Linked DNA regions of Mus musculus: region 2 is linked to region 1. The links are chromatin contacts, called in public Hi-C maps. All regions are on one chromosome and are shown on one strand. Each heading gives the region's core, a stretch centred on a gene start, on an enhancer-like site or on the middle of the called end of the contact. The rest is flanking DNA. Distances are from core to core; before and after follow the strand shown. Region 1 has its middle 7.6 kb from the start of Gm25622. Region 2 has its middle 280 kb from the start of Mir7094-1.

Evidence for each region. Hi-C and Micro-C count contacts between places; a contact is called where the count stands out from the background.
Region 2: a contact with region 1 is called in a Hi-C map of pro-B cells, with 4 times the contacts expected there. The contact joins two enhancer-like sites. A contact is called at or near these places in 4 of 15 datasets of contacts at CTCF or cohesin (embryonic stem cells, large pre-B cells, pro-B cells and 1 more), 2 of 484 Hi-C or Micro-C datasets (large pre-B cells and pro-B cells) and 2 of 115 datasets of contacts at active chromatin or transcription factors (astrocytes and large pre-B cells).

The regions. Positions count from the first base shown.
Region 1 is chr12:113,219,871-113,223,554 of GRCm38.p6, reverse strand. No RefSeq gene overlaps it. Among named protein-coding and RNA genes, the nearest start is that of Gm25622, 7.6 kb to the right of the region's middle. Within about 2 kb of position 1,329, at least 76 of the 459 cell types and tissues checked have an H3K27ac peak or open chromatin away from gene starts, as enhancers often do. A contact at or near this core is called in pro-B cells, where this site is marked.
Region 2 is chr12:114,187,690-114,191,254 of GRCm38.p6, reverse strand. It overlaps Igh. Among named protein-coding and RNA genes, the nearest start is that of Mir7094-1, 280 kb to the left of the region's middle. Within about 2 kb of position 2,089, at least 4 of the 459 cell types and tissues checked have an H3K27ac peak or open chromatin away from gene starts, as enhancers often do. A contact at or near this core is called in pro-B cells, where this site is marked.

The DNA of each region.
Region 1 (3,684 bases), core at 80-2,579:
GTGTGGCCTTAGGGTTGTCAGAAGGAATCTCGGGGCTATAGGCATGTGTGCCTCTCTAGAGGAACAAACAGAAACATAGCCAGATGGGACAGGCAGCCTACTGCGTTCACCTTGCTGATCTCCAAGCTCAGATGGGGATCATATAGCATGTCTCTGAAGGCTCCCACAGACCTGAGCACCTCGAACCTGTGTCCTTATCTCACGAGGGGCCTGACCCTCCCAGCCAGACTGCTTACTGAATGCCCATGTAGCCTGCAAACCAGGCTCCCCTCCCAGGGCAACAACTGAGGCAGCTCTGTTTCCCGCCACCCTCTCAGACCCCACAGAGCTGCCCAAGCCAGGCAAGTAGGTAAGGGGACTCCCCATGACTTGTCTCAACACCTCACTTGGTGTCCTGTCCGAGCACTAAACTCAGTGGGGTGCTAGCTACAAGCCTAAGTTCAGCCCTGCACAGCTCAGAGCAAAGGTACAGCCTTTGCCCAGTCCAGCAAAAGTGGAAAAGGCCTGCCCTGGTCTCCATAGTGAGCACTATAGTCAGGTTACATCTGCCTCAGCAGCTCAGAGCTGGCACTGAGCAAGCAAACTCTGCTGCCCCCGTGTGAGCATAGCCAGCGTTGCACACACACCACGCAGACGCTCTCCCTAGGGATGATGGGGGCAAGGAGGGTTTGTCAGGGTGTGAAGGGCGGCCTGCCCCGTGTAGCTATGGACTAAAGGGATGTATTCCTATCTAGTTATTTTAGATGGAAGCACACACCCCACCTATTTAGGGTGGGTAGGGACATGTGCCTTATTATAAGTCTGTATTGAGAGTGCAGACTTAAACTCCTGACCCAGGAGCACACCTCCTGACCCCTGTGTAATTGTCCCAGCATCCTCTGTGCTATTGGCTTCCTGGGGTCTGTTGGGACCCCCGCCCCCACCCCTGCCAATCAAGACTGGCACACAGGGGATGTGATCAGGCCTAGCCCTGGGGCTGGTCAAGGCACAGATGGACCAGTGATGCCTCAACTCCAGGTGTGCCTGCTGGGGCTCCAGAGTGGTGTAATACAGGGCTCGTGCGCCCCCTGGTGACCATGTGTGTCACTGCACACGGAAGGCCGGATTCAGATACTTGGCTCTACCCAACCAGGTGTACTTTCAGTAACAAAACAGACCCAGAGTATGTACACACGCAAATGTCCATGTGTGTGTCCCCATGTTTACACATCTGTGTCCCAGGGAGTTCATGTATCACCCATGATAAATGTAGACACTGGTGGAAATAGTATGACAGGGGAACAGGAACTGCGACTGGAGAAGGTGCCCCCAGGAGCAGATCTCTGCTGCCACCATGTGGCCATTGGTGGTATTATCTTTGCAGCCCACAGGAAGCTCCTCTTACGCAGGCGCAGAGGGACTAAGGCACTGGTTCTCAACCTGTGTGTCAGGATCCCCGCTAAGGGGTCCGATGTCTTTTCCACACTAGTTGAAAGTCAGATGATTTGAAACAGTAAACAAATTACAGTTATGAGGTAGCAAAAAAAATAATTTTACGGTTGGGATGACAACATAAAGAGCTGTATTAAAAGGTCACAACGTAAGGAAGATTGAGAACCACTGAGCTAAAGCGACCAGGAGTACATGCCTGGGTTTTGATGATCAAGTTGAGAGTTCAGGCTTGTACTGCAGTTTGGGAGAGAAGGCTTATATTCTCCTCGTGGTTACCCCAAGACTCTGTACATATCTTGTGCACAATGTACCAGCAACAGGAAAAATAAAAAATTACATAAATAAATAAGCCCCAGTCTGGGCTCCTGGGCAGTCTACAGTCCCATATTCCACACAGATCCATGGACACGCCAGGAAACAAAGAGAATTAATAACTGAGGTAGGTGGGGAGAGGGCTAAGTGTCAACAGAATTAGGGGGTACCCAGGGCCACCAGCTCCAGCCGCCCCGCCCCCGACCTGCACTGTCCCTAATACCTGTTGGGTTCCTAGGGCCTAACGATACTTTGCAATCTGGTGTCTGGCACTGAGGAAGCACGGTTAGGCCAGTCGTGAGACTGGTCAGGGCTGTCACACTAGCTGGTTGCCTAAGCACCTGAGATACACCTGTGGCGTCTCCACAATGACCACAGCGTAGTGCTCAGGTGCCCCCTGGTGGACAGATGCACCACTGCATGCTGTGCCAAGCCAAGTTCAAAACCTGGCACCTACAGAAAACTACTACGATAGAAGCTTCTTAAAATATATACATATAGGGGGCTGGAGAGATGGCACAGTGGTTAAGAGCACTGACTGCTCTTCCAAAGATCCTGAGTTCAAATCCCAGCAACCACATGGTGGCTCACAACCATCCGTAATGAGATCTGACTCCCTCTTCTGGAGTGTCAGAAGACAGCTACAGTGTACTTACATATAATAAGTAAATAATTTTTTTAAAATATATATATATACATATGTGAAAGAAATCTAAATGGAGTCGCCAAATAACAGAAGAGACGAAGGCCCAACTAGACATCTCTGACCCTCCAGTGTGTGTGTGTGTGTGTGTGTGTGTGTGTGTGTGTGTGTGTGTGTGTGTGTGTGTGTTTAGACATTTATGTCTCTAATCCTCCTCCCCGCTGAGGCTCCAGCACTGTTCACATCACAAATGAGTCGGGCGTGGAGAGAAAACAACATTGGTAGAAATCCAGAGGTCATGTGATGGTGTTAAAGTCTCACTGTTGACCGGGATTCTCTGACTGACCAAATTGCAGTCACCAGGAGGGGCTCTGAGCTCAGAGCTCCACAGAGTCTACTATGACTACAAAGTTCCTCCCAGCCCTGTTCTAACCAGCATGGGCCTGAGGCCTGCAAGAGCAAGACTCTACTGGCCTCATGTGGCCTCTGGTAGAATTGCACTTACTGCCTACTCGAAACTCTCCTTAGAGCTCTTAGAGCAGGTTGGGGAAGGGCTGTTTTCTCAAGGCAGGTGGGGTCAGTAGCTCTTCCTCTAGTGTGGGAGACAGCGCATGCTCTGACTAGTCATACAGTTACGATGGGGAAGGGCATGTGTCCCATGTGTCTAAGGCTGCACTTGGTAGTGAAGGTAGGGGTGCAGGCTTACCCACCCAGGCTCATGTCCACCTCATGGTAATGCCCAGGCTCTGTGCATGCCATGTGTGTGCACAGTTACTGGCAGCAGGTTCCAAGGCCCAAGCCAGGCTCCTCAGCAGCCTAGACTCCACATCCCATGTGGACACACAGCCACACCCCACACTAAGAGAATTTATGACTGAAGTGAAGAGATGTTCGTGAAATTTGACAGAATTAAGGAATTCTGAGGGCCAGTGTCTCCAGCCAACCCCACCTACACTTCCCTGTGGGCTTTGAGTTTCTAAGGCATGGTGGGATACCCACTGTCTGACACTGAGGGAGTGTGGTCAGTCCCTGCCCTGGAACAGTGGAGTCAGATCACATTGGCAGGTCAACTAAGGACCACAATGCACAGTGCAGAGCTCATGTGCCCCCTGGTGGCTAGATGCACCACTGCAACCTCTGCTAAGCCAAGTTCAAAGAATTGGCCCCACCCAGCCGGGTAGACTCTCAGGCACAAGTGACAAACACGTACTCAGAGAGCATGTATATATGCCGCTGTGTGTGTAAGAGGCCAACACTGGTAGAAATAGAGATTGTGTGATGGTGTTACAGTCTCGCTA
Region 2 (3,565 bases), core at 840-3,339, 970 kb before region 1:
CCTACCCACCCGCTCCCACTTTTTGGCCCTGGTGTTCCCCTGTACTGGGGCATATAAAGTTTGCTAGTCCAATGGGCCTCTCTTTGCAGTGATGGCCGACTAGGTCATCTTTTGATACATATGCAGCTAGAGACAAGAGCTCCGGGGTACTGCTTAGTTCATATTGTTGTTCCACATATAGGGTTGCAGTTCCCTTTAGTTCCTTGGGTGCTTTCTCTAGTTCCTCCATTGGGGGCCCTGTGGTCCCTTCAATAGCTGACTGTGAGCATCCACTTCTATGTTTGCTAGGCCCTGGCATAGTCTCACAAGAGACAGCTATATCTGGGTCCTTTCAGCAAAATCTTGCTAGTGTATGCAATGGTGTCAGCGTTTGGAGGCTGATTAAGGGATGGATCCCTGGATATGGCAGTCTCTAGATGGTCCATCCTTTTGTCTCAGCTCCAAACTTTCTCTCTGAAACTCCTTCCATGGGTGTTTTGTTCCCAATTCTAAGAAGGGGCAAAGTATCCACACTTTGGTCTTCGTTCTTCTTGAGTTTTATGTGTTTCGCAAATTGTATCTTATATCTTGGGTATTCTAAGTTTCTGGGCTAATATCCTTTTATCAGTGAGAATATATCATTTGAGTTCTATTGTGATTGGGTTACCTCACTCAGGATGATGCCCTCCAGGTCCATCCATTTGCCAAGAATTTCATATATTCACTCTTTTTAATAGCTGAGTAGTACTCAATTGTGTAAATATGCCACAATTTTTGTATCCATTCCTCTGTTGAGGGGCATCTTGGTTTTTCCAGCTTCTGGCTATTATAAATAAGGCTGCTATGAACATAGTGGAGCATGTATCTTTCTTACCAGTTGAAACATCTTCTGGATATATACCTGGGAGAGGTATTGCGGGATCTTCCAGTAGTACTATGTCCAATTTTCTGAGGAATCACCAGACTGATTTCCAGAGTGGTTTACAAGCTTGCAATCCCACAAAGAATGGAGGCGTGTTCCTCTTTCTCCACATCTTGCTTTCAGTTATTTTGTTGTCTCTAGACCAGGTTTTTGCAGTTCTGTTTCATTTGGATACATAATTTCCTTTGGGTCAATGTCTTCAGCTTCAAAGTGGTCCTGAGATAGCTGAATAGGCACAGATATAGAGTTAGGAAATCAAATTCAGATTTTATTTATCACAATTCAGCTACTGAATTTACTCGGCACATAGATTTTTCAATGATTGATAGAAGTAGTCAGTATTTATTACATTCTAATGTGTGGAAAGGAAAAAAATTCTCGGGGACAAACAGTAAAGACCCCATGACTATGCCAATGGCAAATGCTTGTCCAGACTGAAAAACCTAACAGGTATTTTTTTACACAGCTGACAAGCTGCATATTACTGTGTTTTTCTATACTTTATACAGAAGTCAACCTCCAACATACAGTGTCCTAAGAATTCTTCCTAGTTTTCTTTTGCCAAGGTCTAATTAGTTGGCCAAGGCTGGTATTGAACTTACCATCCTCTTCCTAATTTCCATGACCAAAATATTGTTAGGATTCATGCTATTACAAACCAGCAAAAATACGAGCAGTGGATTAAGCAGGTACAAGGCAGGGTCCTAAAATGAATACCTTTACAGCTTCTTTAAAATCAGACTTTTCCAGTAGAATTTGCATGGAAAGTTTTCCCACTTGGAACAGCTAATAGCTACATCACGTTTTTGAAATCTCCCATTTTGTATCTTTTTTATTTAAAGGCTACGAGCACGAGCACTTTTCTTATGGAACCCAGGGAAAACCCAGGTATCAGTGCTTGTCGCTGATCATCTTCAGCTCCTCCTCTTCTAGCTGTTTCTTGGTTTCTGAGTCCAGTCATGTGCAGCAGGCTCTTGGATAACTTAGTCTTGCACTGTGATGTCATGTTGGACACACTTTTCCAGACTACAACTTCGGACTCCACAGGAAGCAGTGTGGTCTGCATTATCCTCTGATGCTCTTGAGTAGGCTGTCCAGACTTTAGAGTAGCAGGGCATGTTAAGGGAAGCCCAACTGTCCACACAGCTGATCCACAAGTTCTTGCAACAGTGCTGATTCTACTCCCAGAGAAATGAAGAAGAGAAAGTCTGAAGTCCTTATGAGCCAGCAGGCAGGAAGGGACAGGAGGAGAGCAGCACCCTGGCATGCAGCCAAGGGAGGGGCTGCAGCAGTTCCTGCTTGAAGAGAAAAGCTGGCCTGGTTAGGGGCAGAATGAAGGGGGCAGCATGAAAGTATGAAAGAAGACACCTGCAGGGCTGCAGAAACTTCTACAAGAAGGACCTTCTCGGCCACTTCCGCTGTGTCAATGCCATTGAATTCTCCAACAATGGGGGCCAGTGGCTGGTCTCAGGGGAAGATGATTTCCAATTTCTGTTATGGCACATGGAAGAAGCTATCTGCTCCAGGGTCAAACCCAGACAGCTGAAGGGGGATCACCATTCCAACATTTTCTGCCTGGCTTTAAACAGTGGAAACACTAAAGTATTCTCTGGAGGAAATGATGAGCAAGTTATCCTCAAATTTGTTGAAAGCAGTGAGACACTGCCACAGCCGCCTGACCCCTCCAGTCCCTCCCTGTGCAGGGTAAACTGGAGGAGGCTTCTTTAACCAGCCCTGGAAGATGGAGCAAGGTGTACAGGTCAGAGGACTCACCAACAACTTCCTTAAAGCAAATCCCTCACATCTGTATATTTTACAGGAGGTAGGTTCTCTGAGTTTACCATAAGACCCTTACTTCAACATGTCTCCGGGTGAGACACAGATTGACGAAAAAACAAGAGGTCTGAGCTGGAGAGATGATTCACTGGTTAAGAGCGCTGATTGCTCTCCTGAAGATCCTGAGTTCAAAAATCAGCAACCACATGGTGGCTCAACAGTCATCGTTAAAGAGATCTAACACCCTATTCTGGTGTGTCTGAAGTCAGCTACAGTGTACTTAGATATAATAATAAATAAATCTTTAGACCTGAGTGAGTAGAATTCAAATCCCAGCAACAACATGATGGCTTACGACCATCATTACAGCTACGGTGTACCCATACACATAAAATAAATAAATCCTTAAAAAAAAAAAGAGGTTTATTTTCCTATATGAGGGGTTCGACCTTCAATTAATTTCAAGAAGAGTTACTAGAAGGTGACACCAAATGGCTGTTACAAGCAGTTTTTATACATTTTAGGGGCACAGGTTACATCAGCAAGAATACAGCTCTTATTAGCTAAGCATATTGAACTTTAAATTCATTGGCTACCAAGCATGACACACACTTCAACTCTACCTGGAACATTCCAGAGGATCAGGTGACTATCAGTCAGTACATTCTGTGGTTTTTCTGAGAATTTTTTACTCAAGAATATTCATGTGGGTAGAGAATGGAGCTTTGCCTAGCCTTGATCCTAGGCCAAAGAGGAAAGCTGTAAGGAGGGTATAGGATTGGAAAAATCCCTTAAGAACCTTCAATATCAGTAGTTATAATGCATGATAAAGCCTTAGTTTGGGAAGCTAATACTACTATCCAACTCCACTTAAAGGATGCTGGACCT